Regions from separate parts of the Mus musculus genome. Here region 1 is linked to region 2. The links are chromatin contacts, called in public HiChIP or PLAC-seq maps. All regions are on one chromosome and are shown on one strand. The core of a region is the stretch at or near the end of the contact, and the rest is flanking DNA. Distances in the headings are between cores, read along the strand shown. Region 1 has its middle 24 kb from the start of Gm22997. Region 2 has its middle 35 kb from the start of Lin7c.

Region 1 (6,107 bases), core at 472-2,971, 340 kb after region 2:
CCTGAGACATATCTCTAGCCACCTTCTAAAAGCCTTTTGAATGAGAGTGTTCATTCAAAGAATTAAAAATTAAAAATCTGGTTTTCTTTTTAACCCATAACAGTCCTCAATCCCTACCTTCTCTTAGCATCAACTTGCAGCCCTCAGCACTTTGTGGAGACCTCTAATATTGATCTTTTGTGTATCCACCAAACATATTTCATTTTTCTGCATATAAGATCGCTATAGTAGAATCAAGGAGTGTGTTCAATGTCATATTGCTGCATAATGAACTACCATCAACTGAGTGACTTTAAACAGCAGTTACTGATTAAGTTTCTGTGGGTTTGGAGTCTGGGTGTCTGCACTGAGTCCTTCATTCAGGCTCTCACAAAGCTGCACTGGAGGTATCGGTTGGGCTGCACTTTCATTTGGAGGCCTCTTTAGTGAAGAATCCTCAGAGAAGGGATTGAGAGCAGCTTCCGCCTGTCTGGGGCCAGCTGACCTTCACTCCTTGATGCTTCCCACAGTTCCTTGTCACATCAGCTTCTCTCATAAGGAAGAGTTATGTGGTTCGTGGGCTGCTTGCTCTCTCATTAGCCAGAAAGCTCTCTAGACTGTATCTGCTATTAAATAAGTCTTACAGAACACACATGGTTGCAGCTCAGGAATTCTGTCACCCTTTGCCATTCCTATTGTTTGAAAAATGTCTCTCCCTGCGCAAGGGAAGTTGAGTGCACATCCAGGATCACTAGGATACCAGTAGGCAAAGACTGTAGAGTTAAGTATTCCTTTTAGTCTTTCTACCACTATAAAGAATCTCTCCTCCCGTGTGTGTGTGTGTGTGTGTGTGTGTGTGTGTGTGTGTGTGTGTGTGTGTGTGTGTGTTACTAGTAAACTTGAGCATTCGTGATTTGGAGTTGAGAATCTCTCAAAGACTATCCATGCGTTGTCTCTGCTGTCTTTCTGCTTGGGACCTCCCCACTTTGATCATGAAGTGAAGGCTGCTCCTCTAATCCCTACATCCTTGTTCAAAGAGGTAAGAAGGGGAAAGGGCAAAAGACACCTGTCAGCTAAGACAGATTCTCTTCATCAGTAAAACAATAGGTTCTCAGAAGCCCTGCTCTGACTCATCGCTCTCATTGACTTTCCTCCACCTTGCCCATATCAGCAGGCAATCTAGATTGTGTCGGTCAAAGGGACACACACACACACACACACACACACACACACACACGCATGCATGCACCAATGCCCATTGTATCGAAACAAAACATGCCAGTCTCAGTCCTTCAAGCCTTCCAGGCATGGGAACATGGGTGAATGCAATGTGAATAGGTTACAAAGCTTGAATGAGAAAACCGTGCGGTGCCTGGCCCACAGCGGAGTGTCCAGTCACCTCTTTTCTCGCTCTCCCTGTTTTTCTTCTACTTTGCTCCTACATCTCGCTTTAAATGCTCTAAACACAGCAGCACTTCCAGAGTTAAGCACCCAGACAAGCAGGCAAGTCTGTATTCAGAGCTCAGAGGAAAGTTTATGAGGGAGGAATGTAATAGCCCCAGCTGGAGCGCCGCCAGAGGACTAGCAACTGCAACACCCTTATTTGCTCTGGGGAGGAGCAGCTTGGAAACTTTTTATGAGATTCCAGAAGCAGCAAGGTCATCGGTTTTACTGCCGTCCTGCTCCATTTGTAAATACAGCCTTTGAATGATAATGTTTGGGCTCCTTGACAAGAGCCGAGGCTGGCAGTTAGCTCCTCTGCAGCAGGGGACAATAGAGTGAGAGATGTTCTGCTCTGTATGACGGTGAGGTATGCAGAGTAATTTTAGACCCTAACAAACAATGGTGATAAACCATTCCTCCTTTCAGAGAGCTTAATTTCCAAACGGCCTCACCATAAATTCCCTGGTATGTATCTGAGGCAGGTAATCTGATTAGTCAGGTCCCAAGAGAAGCAACACATGTTTACTGTCACGCTCATTTTCCAGCCAGCTGCAAGGGTCTGGAGGAGGGCTCTTGGTTAAGCCTGTTTGCTGTGATCCTCTCAAGGCCAAGGAGGGCTGTGTCCTTGCCAGGACCCACATATTCTTTCAAGCAAGAAACCTTTCTCCAGTGACACCTGGTCCTCTCTCTAGCTGCTCACTAGACCATGCCTTTTTTTTTTTTTTTTTTTTTTTAAATCACAAATGAGAGTTTACTAGACTGGACGCAGGAAACATTTGTCACCATTTGGCCAGGTGCTAGGTCTTATGTGGCTTGCAGTTGACCATGGGAACAGGGTCATTCCACCCTTAGGATCCTGTTCTGGCTAGATGGCAGCAGAGGCAAAGGCAGCTTGTGGCACACAGACTCTTGAATGTGCACCTGGTTTAGGTGCTGGCATTTGTTGGATCTGAAACTGCACAATGCCTTGTAGTCACATGAAGCAGGATAGATCTTAAGGTTTTCCTCCCTCCCTGTCCCTGTCACACTCTCTCTCTGTCTATGTCTCTCTGTCTCTGTATCTTTGTCTCTGTCTCTCTGCAAGAGATGATATTGAAAGCAAAGGGTTTAGTGGAGAGTTTGTTTGAAGCAGATGGCAACCTCCTAGACATCTCTTCTCAAAGGAGGCTAGTTAAAAAGTTGTTCTCTGAAGACCTTGGTAAACTCTAGACAAATATCTTCCCTCTTTGGGCAATTAGAGGTTGGCACCTCACTGCCTATCACCTTAGTTAGGAGAAGCCAATTCCATCATTTATTTGCCTTTTTGTGAATATAGACAATTATGCTTCACTAACCTATCAACTTGTCAGTATGTGGATTGCAGAATGTTTCTATGTAGTGAGTTGCTGACCAGTGGCAGTTATATTTAATAGAGTTAAAGCATCCTTGGCCACCACAGAGATCACTGACTTTCAAAATTAAAGTTTTGGTATCTAAAATGCATACATAAGATTGAAAGATGTTCAGCACATATCACTAACTATGCATTACTGCTAAACTTCCATGCCTAAAGTATGATAGATGTTAATATTATTCACATGCTGCAATTAGACATTAGAAAGTATAATTTCTCTGTCTCTTAAAATCAAAGTATAACTATGTTAAACATAAATGTTTAGAGCATGTGTGAATTCTGTGTTGTTGAGGGGTTACATGAAGATGTGTGTATTTGGCCTTATCTTGGGAGACGTTTAGCTTTCCTGAGTCAGGGACTCTGACTGAACCCAAAGCTTAGTGATTGGACTACTCTGGCTTACCAGGGAACCCCAATCACCTGTGACACCGCCTCTCCAGTGCTGGGATTAGAATAACATGCCCTACACCTGTCACTTTACTTTTAACCTTGGATCTGGGGATAGAATTCAGGTCCTTCTGCTTAGAAGAGAAATACATTATATGGATAGAGTCTTCTTCCCAGTCATGTGTGTATATACCTGGCTAGTACCTGGTTAGGGAATTATCTGACCATCTGTTTCCTAAATTATCTGAAGATTGATCCAGAGAAAAAAATGTGGGGCAGTGTTGTCAGCTAGCACAGGAGATAGTCTTTAGGTTCCCAGGCGCTCTTATATTTTTACAGAGTTAGAGAAGACCTAACTAGTAAAGATGTAGGAATAGAATGTAGGAAGGGAAGTGTAGCAGGGTCAGCAAGGTGGTAGGTAGAACACTGCATGCTATGAGAAGCCCTGGCTCTTCCCTGAAACTTAATGCCAACTTTGTGCTAAATGACTTCAGTAAATGGTTCCAAATGGTCTTTCTCAGGCTTCCCATTATTATTGCTACTCTGTTAAACGCACTTGTCAAGTCTGTAGAAATGTCTTACTGTCAGTGAAGCATCTGATGAATTCTCAGCTGGAAGTAACCACTAATTCCCACATGTTTTCCACACTTTCTTTTATACTCAAATCAGACCCCTTCATCTACCTACCTACCTACCTACCTACCTACCTACCTACCTATCTATCTATCTATCTATCTATCTATCTATCTATCTATCTATCTATCTATCTATCTAATCTATTTCCATATCTATCTATCCATCCATCCATCCATCATCTAGCTTTTTGCCTACTATGTATTTAATCCTGTGCTAGACACTCTATGATTTATGTCACCCAAGTGAATTTTCTGTGAGTTTTCTTACTTAATCATAATACATTCTATCACACTAAAGATAAAAATGGAAACATGATGTTTTTGTAGATTCATAGATTCTTACCAAAATCAGAGTTCTATGAAATATCCAATATTCAATAATTTAGGAGAGTGGGCTACAATTAAACTAAATACTCAATTCAAAAGTCTATAATTTGAAGTAGAAAAGGCACGTGGAGATCTTAGAAGCTAAAGAAAATGCATACTTTTGTAATGAGATCAAGCTGGGGTAGAGTTTTGGGCATCTGTGCGTAGCTGACAGATCAAGGGGTGTGTAACGTAAGTGCCAGGATTTGGCCATGTCTCTGGTGAGCTTTTAGAGTCATTGATGTTACTGGAGAGATGGATCAACTGTTAAGAGAACTAGCTATTCTTCTGGAGGGCCCAGGTTCAATTCCCAACACCTATATGGTAACACACAACCATCTGTAACTCTAGTTCCAGCATATTCAATGCCTTTGGACCTCCTCAGGCACCAGACATATTTGCAAGCAAAACAGCTATACACACTTAAAAAGCCACCCAAACTTTGACCATCAGCAACACCAAGAATGCTGAAGCAATGGCTTCTTGAACTTCTTTGGATGGCATATACATATACATATATATATATATATATATATATATATATATATATATATATACATATATATATAAAGTTTTTATTAAGTGTGCCATCCAAGAAGCTTATATTCTCAAAACTTCTCAGTAGTTCTTTTTCATAGTCCAGCATGGGGTAAAACATAGAGGACTCAATATGTGCATCAGATTCAAAAGATTACAGCATTAATTCCTGAGGAAGGATGGCTGGTGCTGAGATGCATATAGAATGTCATCTTTCTGTGGCTCCGTTAAGCTTTGGGAGATGCTGAGCTGTAGCCTTGGCCTTTGAAGGTTCACGTTGTACTGGTGTGGCTGCCCTGTGCAAGCTGTGTGCTGTTAGTCTTACTTTACTCTGACTCCATGGATTCCTGTCTCCCTGCTCTTAGGAGAAAGGCCAACCTCCCTGGTGAAGCCCATGTGGTCTAGCCCTGTCTACCTCTGCTCTGCCCTCTCTGAGGACACTAGTTTCATTTAGTTCTTTTACTGTACAAAGTCTTCCTTTGGTCACTCCTGCGGCTCCTTGAGCTTTTTCTTCAGACACTTGCTAGAATAGATTTTTAATTGTAATCACACAATATCTTCCTCATTTGTACCTTGACTGCTTTGTTCACTATCGGTACGGGCTTAGCAAACAGACGTGTTTATTTTTTTTTTTTAACATTAGCATTTGGTGCTTATCTGTTATTGAGATGGTGAAGGAATGCTTGTGAATCTTGGCTTTCTGGTGAGCTTTTGGACTGGCTGAATCGACATTCAGCCAGGAGGGATTATAGATGAAATGTTATCAGACAGATAGAGGACATAATGTCTGTGATTCTTTCCAAGCCAATGAGCCTTTTCCTTCAAAAAGGCTTTTTGTCGGTTTGTTTTAGCCATTGCTTTTGTCTTTATTATGGAGAGAGAGACAGATAGAGAAAGAGAAAGAGAGAGCGAGAGCTGAATTTTAAAGTGATGCAGAAAGACCAGGAATGCTCTAGAAATGACTGTTGTTTCCCCATTTGCCTTACTCAAACAAGTGAGGCCTTTTTGGAAGGGAGGTGAGGGTCCATTGCAAATGTCAAACTCCTGAACATCAATGGGTTTTGTATTTCCCAATGAAGGTTTATGATTAAACTCCAATAACTCAAACGCACCATCCATGAAGAATGCCAGCTCCAACTGGTAATTCTTGGTTTTGTTTTTTTTAATCTCCTCCTCCTTTATTTAAAAAAAATCCCTGCCTCTGAATTTCTCAAGCCACAGGCATGAGTGGGGGTTTGTTTGCATTCTGATGACACAGAAACACTTGCCCACGAATGGAATGGAAGCCTATACTGACAATTGCAGGAAAAGACAAAGTGTCTGAAGCTAGAGATGCAGGTGGTCTCTACAAAGTGTGAGGACCATTC
Region 2 (5,885 bases), core at 1,645-4,144:
AAGCTCTGTAAATGTGCTACATTTATGATTATTTCTGTAATTCCATCCAAGGAATAAGCCATGGCAGTTTAAGCTGCAAGAAGACCAATCTATAAAAGACAAGAACAATTTGCATCTAAAATTTTGGCTGATACTACAGTTGACCCTTCCTTACAGAATCCAGAGCCAAATTCCCAATTAATAATCGAAAAGTGAAACCTGATGTTTGCAAAATATCTTGTTTAGTGCTCTAAGTACACCATATATAACATTTTCAACACTCATAAATCCCTCAATTCACAGCAGGGAAAACTAAATGCATAACATTTATTTATATGGTTAGTTTTATAAATTAATAAGCATATAATCCATGCCCCCTTCTTCTGATTCTCCATCTCCTCCACCCAGTGATAAATGAGCAAGAATATTCTAGGAGATAGAAGTGACCAAGGTTTAGAAGGCCTCAATCTCTTTCCCCTGATTCCTGGAAATGGCCAATATGTCCCTAACACCACTGTTTCTGTATAGGGTGCACTTGCACAGTGTATAACACCTTTCAGCTGGTTCTCTTGGAGTATTTCAGATTGACTTGGTTTATCTTCTCCATAGTTTGTTCCGTCTGTTACTGCTAAGATGTACCCACTGTACAGACAGAACTACCCACATCACATGTTCACTTGCTGAAAAGCATTTTGCTATTTCTACTTTTTGGTAACTGTGAGTAAAATTGGCACATGTGTTTACAGTAAGAGTTTGGGTGTACATAAATTTTTACTTCTACAAAGCAAGTACCATGGAACTCCTTAACTTTTTTGTTTGTTTGTTTGGTTTTTTGAGACAGGGTTTTTTCTCTGTGTAGCCCCGACTGTCCTGGAACTCACTCTGTAGACCAGGCTTGCCTCGAACTCAGAAATCCGCCTGCCTCTGCCTCCCAAGTGCTGGGATTAAAGGTGTGGGCCACCACGCCCGGCTGGAACTCCATAACTTAAACCTGGTAGGAATGCTACCTGAGTGTCGGAACGGTTATTGCACTTTGTGACTGGTGAAAGCCAATGGCTCTGCATTCTTTTTAAAAACTTTTATATTTGTTTTATTGTTGTGGGGTTTTTTGTGCATATGAATAAGTTGCCTGCATGTATGTATGCATACATGTATACCTGGTGTCTGCAGAGTTTAGAACACCGCATAAGATCCCCTGGAACTGCAGTTTGTGAAGGGTTGTAAACCATCTTGTAAGTGTGGGAACTGAATCCCAGTCCTCTACAAAAGCAATGGGTCTTAGCCACCAAGCCACTCTGCAGCCCCTGTCCTGCACTCTTACCCCTATTCACCAGTAGTTTTTATTTTACTTTTAAATTAGCTATCCTTTATTTCCACTCTAATTTTTCTCTCCTGAATGGCTAATGAGTCCTTGTATGCACTTGCTCCTAATTTTTTTTCCCCAGATTGTTTGGGATAATTAGGTTTCTTTGCCTTTCTGAATTATTTTTTAAGCTTTCAAAAGTTGTATTCGGATGTAATGACCAAATACAAAAACAAACAAAATCAAAAATGATGTGTTTAATGGTCACCACTATAGTGTTTCTACTTGTATGTGTTAAAATTTAAGATTCATCCTCTCAGCAAGTTCCAAGCACAGAATGCAGTATGCTAAGGGTCATGCTCATGCCATACAGTCTTCTTGTGTGGATTTTAAAGTCAGCTTTACAGGAGAGCACTTCACTGGTCTTGCAGAGGACCCAGCTTCAGTTTCCAGCACCCACATGGTGGCTAACAATTGTCTGTAACTCCAGTTCCAAGGGATCTAACATGCTTTCTGGCCTACGTGAATACCAACTACGCCAATGGTACATAGACATACATGCAGGGAAAACACTCATCCAAAAAAAAATAAAATAAAATAAAATTTAAAGCTCTCTCCCCTCAAGCTTGTCTACCAGCAGAAAGGGATTTTTCATTCTCTTCTGCTCTGCCCTCACCTGCCCTGCTAATGCCTGAGGGCTGAAGGCTTTCTGCAAAGTCTCTAGTTTCTCTCTACCTCAGGGACTTGCTTAACATTCCCACAGCCCACACTCCACCCAAGGCTCTACTGCCTTAATTTCTCTTTGCAGAGTTTATCATCATCCAACAGTTCTACGGCACTTACCTATTTCCTTTTTCATTGCTTCTCCTGAAATACACAGGCATGCACATGAACACGCCAAGAACACATATTGTAGGTAGCTCAATTTATTTTTTTTTTATCTCTAGAAGCTAGAATACTATATAATACTCACTAGACCCTCTTTTCTTTTCTCCTTTGTTCATCCTTTCTCCTTCCCCCCGAACACTTCACTCTTCCCACCATTCATCTGTGGCTATATCATGGCAAAAAATGTATTCGATCACCGAATCCCAAGGAATAAGATAAACATAGTTCTTTACCTTGCTAGAAACAACCCTTGCTCATGGATAAAGAATATACAATACATTTAACTTATATCTACTAGATCCTGCAGTGTGTCAGGTTTCCCGTGATTAAGATAGTATGCATTAAGATAATCTATATTCTCAAATCACAGTCTAGTTTAATTAAAAAGATATTTAAATATATAGGAAATAAGAGAATGATGCTTGCCAAAATAGTGTTACTCAGTGAGGAAGGAATTAGGAGAGGTTTAAAAATAAATCAGTGTGTGTGGTCAAGGCACTTTCAGAAATAACTATCAATTAGAGGGAAGACTAATAGCCGACTGTGAGTTTGGTGGAGAACTTGTCCCCATTTGAGCAACCTGGGGAGTTGATCCAATGACTCGTGTTCCTTTGACAATGAGTCATGCTTAATTTCACGATAGTTTTGCTGTGTTTGTGGTTATGAAACGATCCTCACGCTACCATTCCTAATATTAGAAGATTCTGTTCTAACCAGTACCAAGTGTCAGTCAAGGGAGTGGGTGTGTGTGGTGTGGGGTTTATTTGTTCTCTGGCAGGCCTGGGTTACAGTGAACTCAGCACTTGCCAAATAAGAAAACATCCTGGAACTTTCCTTAATTTGCTGAATGAGACTAAACAAGAGGTGCTTGGGGGCACATTCAGGGGAACTCAGCGAGCCGGATGGAGGGATTCAGAAGGTGAATAGTAAGAGCTGAAATGTTCTCTTGCAATGAAATTGCCCTTCTGAGTAAACGTTCAGCAAACTGGCAGATCCATAACTCTGGGGTTCAGAGGGCTGAGCAGAGCAATAGCAACAGCACGAAGTTGTCTTGAGAACACAGCCCCAGTTTCTAGACTGTATTTCATTCGTGAACACTTCTGAAGCTCCATTTCTAATTCCATTTACAACCAAAAATGGAAACTTTGCTCATAAAAGGACTCAGTATAGCTGGGCAGTGGGGTCAAATGTCTTTGATGGAAGCACTTGCGAAACAGAGATGTCTGTAAGTTCAAGGCCAACCTGGTCTACAATACGGTGTGAGTTCTGTGTAGCCAAGGCTACATAGAAAAACCTTACCTTAAACTCCACTCCCTCCAAAAATGAGGACACAGGGACCTCACCACTACCACTAAAAATGAGGGCACAATATGAAGACACAGGGAAATGGTAAAGTGTTTGAATGAACTTGAGGGGGGGAAGGTAGGACTGGAGAATAGCTAAGTGGTTGCTGGATATTTCACATTCATTACCCCATCTGATCTGCATCATATTCCTGATGGCTAATAGTGCTTACTTTCTCTATTTTATAAAATGAACACTGAAGCTCAGATAGAGGAGAGATTTCCAACATAAGAGTCAGGACTTGAGCTCTGTTTTGGTTTTAGTTTTGTTTTTGTTGTTGTTTATTGTTGCTGTTATTATTATTGTTCCTCCCTTCTAACTTATATTCTTTCTTCTCCACCTCCTCTGCAAAAAGATCTGGAAAATAAGTTGTAAAGCTCTAGTCTAAAGCCAAGTTTCATGACCTAGGCTTACTATTGGGAATCACTGGGAATTTAACCCTCCAATGGCTGGAGCGTCATATTTGGTGGGAGTATAATCTGGACACTGAGGGTTTTTTTTTTTTTCATTTTAACTTGTTCCTATTGAAAAGAAACTTTTCACTCAATATATTTTGTTCATGTTTACCCCTCCCCCAACTCCTCTGAGATCTTATCCACCTCCCTATCCAACCAACTTCATGTTCTTTCTCTTTTATTTTATTTTTTAAAAGGAAGGAGGGGGAGAGAGAGGGGTTAAAAACAAAACAAGGAAGTTGTCTTCACTAAAGTTTCTATTGCTGTATGAAACAACCTGACCAAAAGCAAGTTGGGGAGGAAAGGGTTTATTCAGCTTACACTTCCACTTCCATCACTGAAGGAACTCAGGACAGGAACTCAAACAGGGCAGGAACCTGGAGACAGGAGCTGGTCCAGAGGCCATGGTTCAGCTTACAAGCTTGCTCTCCATGGCTTGCTCAGCCTATTTTTGTTTGTTTGTTTGTTTGTTTGTTTTATAGAACTCAGGATCACCAGTCCAGGGATGACACCACCTACAATGGACTGCCCCCACCCCCACCCCCATTATTAAGAAAATGCCTTACAACCAGATCTTTTGGAGGCATTTTCTCAATTAAGGCTTCCTCCTCTCTGATGACTCTTGTTTGTTTCAAGTTGACATAAAAATAGCCAGTACACAAACAAAACACCAGTAAGATAAAACATGTCAAAATAAAGCAAAACGAAGTAAAAGCTCCATAAAAATACCACAGAGCTGATTTTGTGTTGGCCAGATACTCCTAGGCACAGAGCCTACACTGGAATGTGGTTGATATACCCATTAAGATTTCATTGGAGAAAACTGATTTTCTCTTTGACAGTTGCAGATAGCTTCTTTGTTAGGGTGTAACCCCATGTCTTTTTCTACTTCTCAATGCTAGAACCCCATCTGGTTTGAACCCGTGCTGGTCTTGAGTATTTACTGTCACAATCTCCCTGTGAGTTCACATGAATATAGATCCTCTTGTGTCTTGGAGTTCTACACCACCTCTGGCTCTTACCCTCTTTCTGACTTCTTTTCTGCATAGGTCCTAGAATCCTGAAGGAAGGAAAAGCTTTGATGAAGACATCCCATTTAGGAATGAATGTTGCAAAGGTTCTCTCACTCTCTCCACATTGTCCAGTTGTGGTTTCTGTGTTAATTCCCATAGACAGCAAGAAGTTTCTCTGATGAAGGCTGAATGAAGCACTGATCTACAGGTACAGCAGTGTGTCTATCCTGAGGCATTAGTGTATTCCTGTGTTCCTTTAGCACAACAATAGTAGCAGGTTTCCATCTAGTCATATCTCTTATCTTGTGTCAGGTTTTTGGCCAATTTATCAGTATCAGGTATGGGTTTCATCTCATGGGGTGGGCTTTAATGCAATTTTTAAAAGTGGTTCATTACCCCCATAACATTTGTGCCACTACTCCATCTTGCAGGCAGGTCACCGTTGTAGGTTGTAGAGTTTGTAGTGGATGATACTGATGATCACCTTTCTCTTCTGGTGGCATGCAGACCTTCCAGGACCATGAGCAATTGTCAATGGGAGTAAGGGTCACGTTTCTAGTTAGACACTAGTTTGACTTACCCCACGTTCAATGACATAAGTAAGTCTCATCTTCAGCAATAATGCCTGCACCCTACGATGTTTGGGGGTTTCTATGGAGCTACTTTGGGCAACAACTCGACAAGATGTAGCTCAATGATAAGACTTTAATGTTTCCAACTTGAGAACAATTATGGAGAAATGATTTAAATTACAAATCTGCTGACCTCTATCATAGGTTTATTACTTAGAATCCCAGATGTGAGGATATTTTATAATATACCTAGACCATTCTAGTAACCTCCCAGACCTTAGGACCACTATGAGTAATTTCAGATCAGGAATAAGACCCACTTCTGTCCTTA

The links. HiChIP or PLAC-seq counts read pairs in DNA pulled down with a chosen protein or histone mark.
Region 1: a FOXA1 HiChIP or PLAC-seq map of pancreatic cancer cells shows a contact between it and region 2. The contact joins two enhancer-like sites.

Annotation. Positions count from the first base shown.
Region 1 is chr2:110,190,895-110,197,001 of GRCm38.p6, forward strand. No RefSeq gene overlaps it. Among named protein-coding and RNA genes, the nearest start is that of Gm22997, 24 kb to the right of the region's middle. Within about 2 kb of position 1,722, at least 142 of the 459 cell types and tissues checked have an H3K27ac peak or open chromatin away from gene starts, as enhancers often do. A contact at or near this core is called in pancreatic cancer cells, where this site is marked.
Region 2 is chr2:109,852,962-109,858,846 of GRCm38.p6, forward strand. No RefSeq gene overlaps it. Among named protein-coding and RNA genes, the nearest start is that of Lin7c, 35 kb to the right of the region's middle. Within about 2 kb of position 2,895, at least 20 of the 459 cell types and tissues checked have an H3K27ac peak or open chromatin away from gene starts, as enhancers often do. A contact at or near this core is called in pancreatic cancer cells, where this site is marked.